Regions from separate parts of the Bombyx mori genome. Here region 2 is linked to region 1. The links are chromatin contacts, called in public Hi-C maps. All regions are on one chromosome and are shown on one strand. The core of a region is the stretch at or near the end of the contact, and the rest is flanking DNA. Distances in the headings are between cores, read along the strand shown. Region 1 has its middle 7.0 kb from the start of LOC101735692. Region 2 holds the start of LOC101735419.

Evidence for each region. A called contact is a pair of places that touch in the nucleus more often than the background predicts.
Region 2: a contact with region 1 is called in a Hi-C map of posterior silk gland, with 1.7 times the contacts expected there. The contact joins the promoter of LOC101735419 here to the enhancer-like site in region 1. A contact is called at or near these places in 2 of 7 Hi-C or Micro-C datasets (middle silk gland and posterior silk gland).

Annotation. Positions count from the first base shown.
Region 1 is chr27:9,667,876-9,671,651 of ASM3026992v2, forward strand. No RefSeq gene overlaps it. Among protein-coding and RNA genes, the nearest start is that of LOC101735692, 7.0 kb to the right of the region's middle. Within about 2 kb of position 2,021, at least 1 of the 8 cell types and tissues checked has open chromatin away from gene starts, as enhancers often do.
Region 2 is chr27:9,716,747-9,720,522 of ASM3026992v2, forward strand. LOC101735419 reads left to right here and starts at 1,692. Exons shown (of 4, transcript XM_062676664.1): 1 at 1,692-1,715; 2 at 3,106-3,196. The coding sequence starts at 3,149.

The DNA of each region.
Region 1 (3,776 bases), core at 771-3,270:
GCAAAGGCTCAGCCAGGAGGGATGGGATTTGCTAACAGCTACCCGAGCGCCTCCGAAGGAGACCTAACAACTCAAGAGTAGCTGCTTCGCGAATGAATCTACTACCGGATCGGAATCGCGACCCACTGAGAAGATCCGGCGAGAAACTCAGCGAGCTGATTCATGGGTTAGGTTGCACGGCGAACTCTTTGTCGAGTTCGACGAGTACGGTTACCGAGGTCCCTAAGCCTGCTCCTAGAGCTGAAGGCGTCTAGTGCAAAGGTGATTGGATCTGATGGATCCGTAAGGACGTGTCTAGGGTGTCGACGGTGACTGGCTCCTGCATGATCAGGATTCGGGGAGTAGTCAGCGGCGGCAACGATAAGGCGATTATCATGACGCATAGCCTTATCGAAGTATCGTTCCGACGCTGACTTCATGTATTTCTGTATAGATTCGAGGCCCAGGTCGTCGTGTAGGTCAACGTTCCTCACGAACCACGGAGCTCCGACAGCTAACCTGCAAAAGCGGGATTGTAGAGATTGAAGGGTGTCTATGTGTGTGCGGGCCGCGTGAGCGAACACCACACTCGCGTAGGTCATGACGGGCCTTATGCAAGTTTTGTAAAGTGTCACCTTGTTCCGAAGGGACATTTTACTCCGCTTACAGATCATGGGGTAGAGTCTACCGAGAATAAACGCGGCACGGTCACGGACTGATTTTATATGCGGGCGGAATGTCATCGATGCATCCAGGGTAACGCCCAGGTACTTGACCTTCCTGGCCCAGGGTATGGATTGACTAAAGAGAGTAATCGGGGGTGACTCGTAATCTATGGGTCGTAATACATATTGTGAATTTTTATTATAATTTTCCTTTATTTTAATTTTTTTAATATTCAATATTATGTTTACTTTATCATCCGATAATTTGTAATAAACAGTCGCAATTTGGATTTGACGGCAAATGACATGTAAATCGGTGCTCTTATTTATTAATATTTACTTACCTATTTATTTATAAGTGTATTTATGTATTATTTTTTCCACCTTATCCCACTAGGTAGGGTCGGCACGGCTAATTTTTCTATTCCATTCTCTTCTATCAGCCGTCATCTCACCGACCTTAGAACTTATATCTCAAGGTGGGTGGCGCATTTACGTTGAGAATGTCCTTGGGCTCCAGTAATCACTTAACACCAGGTGGGCTGTGAGCTCGTCCACCCATCTAAGCACTAAAAAAAAATACTAACTCCTCTCTCTCCCATATCGTCATTCACACACTCCATCCATGTCTTCTTCGGTCGACCTCTTCCCCCTCTACCTTGCACTACCATTTCCATACATCTTCTAGTCACATGCATCTCCTCTCTACACATCACATGTCCATACCACGCTAACCGTCCGCTCTTTAATTTGTTGATTACCGGGGCTACTTTCACACTTCCTCTGATGTACTCGTTCTTTATCTTCTCCATTCTTGTCACTCCACACATTCATCTCAACATTCGCATCTCTGTCGCATGCATTCCTCTTTCATGCTTTACTTTCGTCGCCCAGCATTCAGGTCCATACAGCACGACAGGTCTAATGATCGATTTGTAAATTTTTCCCTTGAGCTGAAAGGGCATTCTACGATCGCATGCTGTTACAGAGACCTGTCGCAATTTCACCCAACCAGCGCTTATTCGGTTTTGCTACGTTCCGGTCTATGTTTCCGTCGTTCTGGAGTATAGAGCCGAGGTACTTGAAGTCGGAGCAGACTGGGAGGGATACACCATCTAAGGCGATTGGCGTGAAGTCTGAAGAACCACCAAAATCACAAAACATGTGCTTGGTTTTTGTTCGACTGATCTTCATACCCACGTTTTCCAACCTTTCTTTCTATTTTGCCAGTCTCATCCATGCCTCAGGCCTTTCCTCTCCAACGAGAACAATTTCGTTAACAAACAGCATACACCAAGGCGCCTCTTCCTGTATGTCCGTTGTTAGAGCATACATTATTAGGATGAACAGGTAAGGGCTTAAAAATGATCCCTGGGGTAAGCCTACCACCACACTGAACTCGTTGGTATCGCCAGCGGAGCATACGTACGTACTGGTTCTACCGTGCGTAGCTCGAATAAGCCGCTGGTATTTCCCTGGCACCCCTCTCACTTTCATGTTTCACCACAGAACCTTACGGAAAACCCAATCAAACGCTTTTTCCAAATCAACAAACACCATGTGCATGAACCCGAACTGATTCTGTGATACTTCACTCTCTTCTCTCATTCTGCTCGCTATTACTTTCTCCCAAGCTTTCGTACTATGTGACATGAGCTTTATTACCCTATAATTGTCGCATACCTGTATGTCACCTTTGTTCTTAAATACAGGTACAAGTGAACTTTTGCACCACTCGTCAGGCATGGCCTCTTCTTGGAACAATTTATTCAAGAACAAAGTCAGCCACGTTCATCCATCCACTTTCAGAAACTTCCACACTTCTATTGGGATACCATCTGGTCCAGTAGATTTTCCATTCTTCATATCTTGTACAGCCTTTCGTACTTCTTGCATACTTATTTCCCTTGTTTTCTACAGCCTTGTTTTCTTAGCCTATTGCACATTTTCCAAATTTAAAGAATAAAGTGGTATAAACTCCCGACCAACGTCAAATATGACGTTATTATGAACTCTAAAGTAACTGGCGAAAAGTATTGTGATAAAGAATTTGAACAATCCGATATCTACGACAATAAACAACCTAATAATTGGTGGCGAGATAAAAATTGAGAGATAATTCACTGGGTGGATGTAATGGGGGTTAAAGCGACACATTTGCAGAAAAATAAACTGTTTTTTTAAATACAATTTTGAAGACGCATATCCCGAACTTGATACTAATCCACAATCTACTTTAAATATTAGACAGCGAGGATGTAAATGAACACATGTTACACCTACAGTTCCAGGTAATAATATTGAGTTGCAACAAGCCTACCACCAGCCCATTCTAATCACCAAAGCTTTACACATATATCTAATGAGTGTATGTAAAAGTGGCGCTATCCCACGATTTTATCATTCCTTTTATGATTCGTTAGCATTTACTGAAAATGCGGAAACAACAGACAAAAATGTCAAGGATAATTGTTGATTTCAATGTATGTTTCTATTGCTTTTTATTTAGAATTTCGCATTGATTTTGTTTAATCAACTATTCATCTCATTCAATTTTCAATGAGTGTTTCTTACATTCCATTTGTATAGTTGACTAGCTGTACTCGTCCGCTTCGCTGGGCATTTAAAATTAACATTATTTCTCACCCCCACAAAGATTCTCATCATTAACGCCCCCGTAACTGGTGTAGGGAGTCCAACACTCATATAAATATTAGCCTATCCATTAAACGCATGTATTTTCTACATGGATACCAAGTTTCAAGTCGATCGGATGCATGGTTCAGTAGTTATAGCGGAACATCCGTAAAAACCACTGTAGATTTATATATTAGTATAGATTATGGCTATAATTTGTGTACAGTGTATTTAAATATCATAAATATAATTTAAATTTAAATTAAATATAAAATATGTTTTAATACAATATGTATAATATTTATGATTAAATTCATGATTATAAATTTATTTCAAGTAAAAACCTTGATTTATTATTTTTTAAAGGTCTTTTTGTTTTGAACGGTATTATGAAAAAGTTGTTGTTTAATTTTCTATTCAGTACTGTATTTTATCTATACGGTATTTCTTGGATATAGAAAATAATAATTACTATAATAACTCGGTTACGATATA
Region 2 (3,776 bases), core at 442-2,941, 49 kb after region 1:
TCCAGCACTCATATAAATATTAGCCTATCCATTAATTACATGTATTTTCTACATGTATACCAAGTTTCAAGTCAATCGGATGCACGGTTCAATAGTTATAACCGAACATACATAACCACTGTAGATTTATATATTAGTATAGAAGAATAGATATCGACTATAATGGCTTCTGTAACTTATAGAATAATTTAGTTTTAGAATTACATGTTTAATGAAAAACCAAATAGAGCTATTTCACTTTGACCCCAATCCTTTCTCAAGACCATCAGGTGGGCCGTACGCTCATCTGCCTAAAAAGGCAATAAAAAAAATTAAAAAAAAATAACCGCCTACACGTCGTCTTCATGGGTCTCTCTGCCGATCCTTAGACTGGCCTAGGAAGGAGACCAGAATTAGGACGAGACCCCTTTCTCGGTCCTCAGCTTGATGCGGAGAGAGAAAAGCTTTTTCACGCTGTCTTGCCGGTTTCTACAAGATGCACTTACAGTAGTCGACTACCGCCCAAGGAATGATTACTATATATCCTTATTAGAAATCTATATATAGGTATATACTTTTTATTTTTATATTATGGCGGTAGTCATCATACAACACGAGATATTTGACAAATGCATGAATCTCGCTTATGACATTTTCAATAAGCTTGCATATACACGAGTTCCGAACAACAACATTCGGTCGCTGGAAGATCCTCCCTTTGTCTTATACCTACAAATATATGAATTATAAATTTACTTTGAGAATTTAACAACGTGTTATTTTTCCCTTGGCTGCGTTTAGTTACTATCGCGGTGAATTTTAAATTTGAACATCCGTGCCTACCTTGTTTATTCAGTGAATTTGTTTCAAGGCTTTTCCACTGAACAGACGTGCGCGGTTCCCTGGTTTTGCCTGTGTGCTTTTACAAAGTGACTTTATTAGTCCCTCGTCATCTCTGTACAATGAACTTCCATCATCGAAGCGGTCACTAATTTAACATTCACCATAATTTAAATGTAATCTCAATAATAACAATAAAGTAATAATAAATTTAAGCTACTTTTCTCAGAACCGAATCGCAGAAAACGTGCCAGATAATAAATAATACAACCAAACGACTTTCGCATAAAAAAGTCCCCGGTCACCGTCCTCGTCGAACCCGTCTCTTGCGACTAAGGGCTCGACAAGCGAATTAACCCATAGACACAGCCCACTGAGTGTCTCGTCGGATCTTCTCAGTGGGTCGCGTTTCCGATCCGGCGGTAGACTCTGCGAAGCACGACTCTTGCTAGGGCCAGTGTTAGCAACACTCCGGTTTGAGCCACGTGAGCTCACCTATACGTTAGGGTGAAGCTGAAATAGCCTCTCAAGGCTATCAGCATAGGAAAAAAAAAAGCATTAAAAACCTAGAACCATTTTCAGACAACTAAGCTCTGCTAGATAGACATAAATATATCAAGAGTCTGCCAACAATCATTCATTTAGAACAAAAGCGATTTAATAAACAAACAATTTGTACTTTTCTTCAATAAACAAAAGGTTTTAACTCGCATAATTTACACAACTGTAATTCAAATGCAAATGTGGCGATAAATGGAAGATTTATTGATGTATGGTATATTAAATTAAAATGTAAATTTACACGCTTTGACAATTTTTTTACACAAACAGAATCTGTTTTAAAACTTATCATTCGTTCGGTGACTATGTGCTCAGTAACTCCGTTCACAAAACAAGTGAGTTCGAACTTTATTTTGCATTATATTTAAGAAAGAAAGAAAGAAATCATTTATTCGCCAAGCATAGTGAAAATGAGTTATTACATAAATTAAAAGCAGCGTGTATGCTTTGTCATTATTTGACATGCGAGTTTTAGTGCAGTGCATAGTTACAATATTATATAATTTACCATTCATTCATCCATAATTCAACTAATAATAAAAAATCCATTTATTTTCAATGTCATCCCTAAGAAAATCATTTATGTGGTAATAATTTTCACTAATAAGATTACCTTTTAGGTTTTTTTTTAAATTAAAATCATCTAAGTCTCTTAATTTCTTCGGTAGTTTATTAAATATCCTAACGCTCATACCTAGTATACTATTATTCTTTAATGTAGTTTTGGTTTTTGGAAAACATAGCTTATCGTCGCGTCGATTTCTGTTTGCCACATTAGACATCTTAGTGAATCTATTGGGACAAGTTTTAACAAAAGATGCAACTTCGTATATATATAGACAAGGAAGGGTAAAAAGTTTATGCTTTGCAAAATATGGCTTGCAGCTGTCGGCTATTGCCAATCCAAACATAGACCTTAAACACCTTTTTTGTGCCTTAAAAACTTGATCTTTTTGCGTTGAGTTTCCCCAGAAAATTATTCCATATCTTAGACAGGATTCAACTACACCACATTCCGATAGAGGCACCCGTCACGTGCGGACGTGCTCATCGTCCACTCGATCGCCCGGTCTTTGTTCGCCCGGCTTTTGTTAGCCCGGCCATTGTTCGCGCGGCCTGTGTTTGTGGTACATCTGCCGACTAAGTGCTCTTTCTGGAAGTTTTTATTTGTTTTGTTTCCTTTTGTTGTTTCTGTGTTCGTGGTACATCTGCCGACAAAGTGGTTTCCTGCAAGTATTTATTTGTTTTGTTTCTTTTCGTAATTTCTGTTTTGTTGTGCTTTTTCTTTGTCCTGTAGTAATCGCGCCGCATTGCCACCTGTGTTCAATAGAACCGCTCAGGTCCGAGAAGTTGGGGCCTCGCCGCAAGGCGAGTGTTTTCAAGACCCGGGGCCGCCCCACCTGGGTACTCAGCGATCATGGACGCTGTATTCGCGGAATTCCTCCGACTTCGCCACCCACAGCTCGCCTCGGAGTTTTTGGCCTTCAAGGCCAATCACACTGCGAGCCCTCTCGAGGACTCCGCCGCGCTCGCTGCTCCTGCGTCGCCTGTACCTGCGTGCAGAGCTTCTGCATTGAGCACCGCAGCCTCTGTCGTGCCTGCCGCTCCCGTGTCGCCTATACTGGCGAGAAAAGCTGCTGCGTCGTCCGCCGTGACCATCGTTTCAGCTGAGCGATCATCCGCGGCCTCCGTCGCGCCCTCTAAAACACCTACACTTGCTCGTAGGTCGCCTGCACCCGCCTCCTCGTGCTCCGACTCTGACTCGGACATGGAGGTCGACCTCGCCCCCGCCTCATCGACGGATGGATTCACCCTGGTACAGAAGGGTAAGAAGCGTGCCGCGGAGTCTCGAGCTCCCGCGGCCGCTAAAATTAGCAAAGCCGTGAACGCGTCGCGCCCCCGCCCTCAGACTCCCGTTGCGCCCCCAGCCCGTGCCACTCCGTCGCCGCGTCCGGTGGCACAAAATAAAACCCAGACCCCTCCCCCGGTTATCCTTCAGGAGAAGGCAGCTTGGGATCGAGTTTGCCTGGCCCTTAAGGCCAAAAATATAAATTTCACGAATGCCCGTAACCTCGCGAACGGCATTCAAATTAAGGTTCAAACACCCGACGACCATAGGGCCCTCTCTTCTTACCTCCGTAAGGAGCGTATAAGTTTCCATACGTATACGCTCCAGGAGGAGCGCGAACTCCGCGTTGTAATACGCGGAATCCCTAAAGAGTTAGATGTAGAGCTCGTAAAAGCCGACCTGTTAGAACAAGGCCTACCAGTGAATTCTGTGCACCGTATGCACACCGGTCGCGGTAGGGAGCCATATAATATGGTTCTAGTCGCTCTCCAGCCTACCCCCGAGGGTAAGAAAATCTTTAACACACAGACCGTCTGTAGGCTCTCTG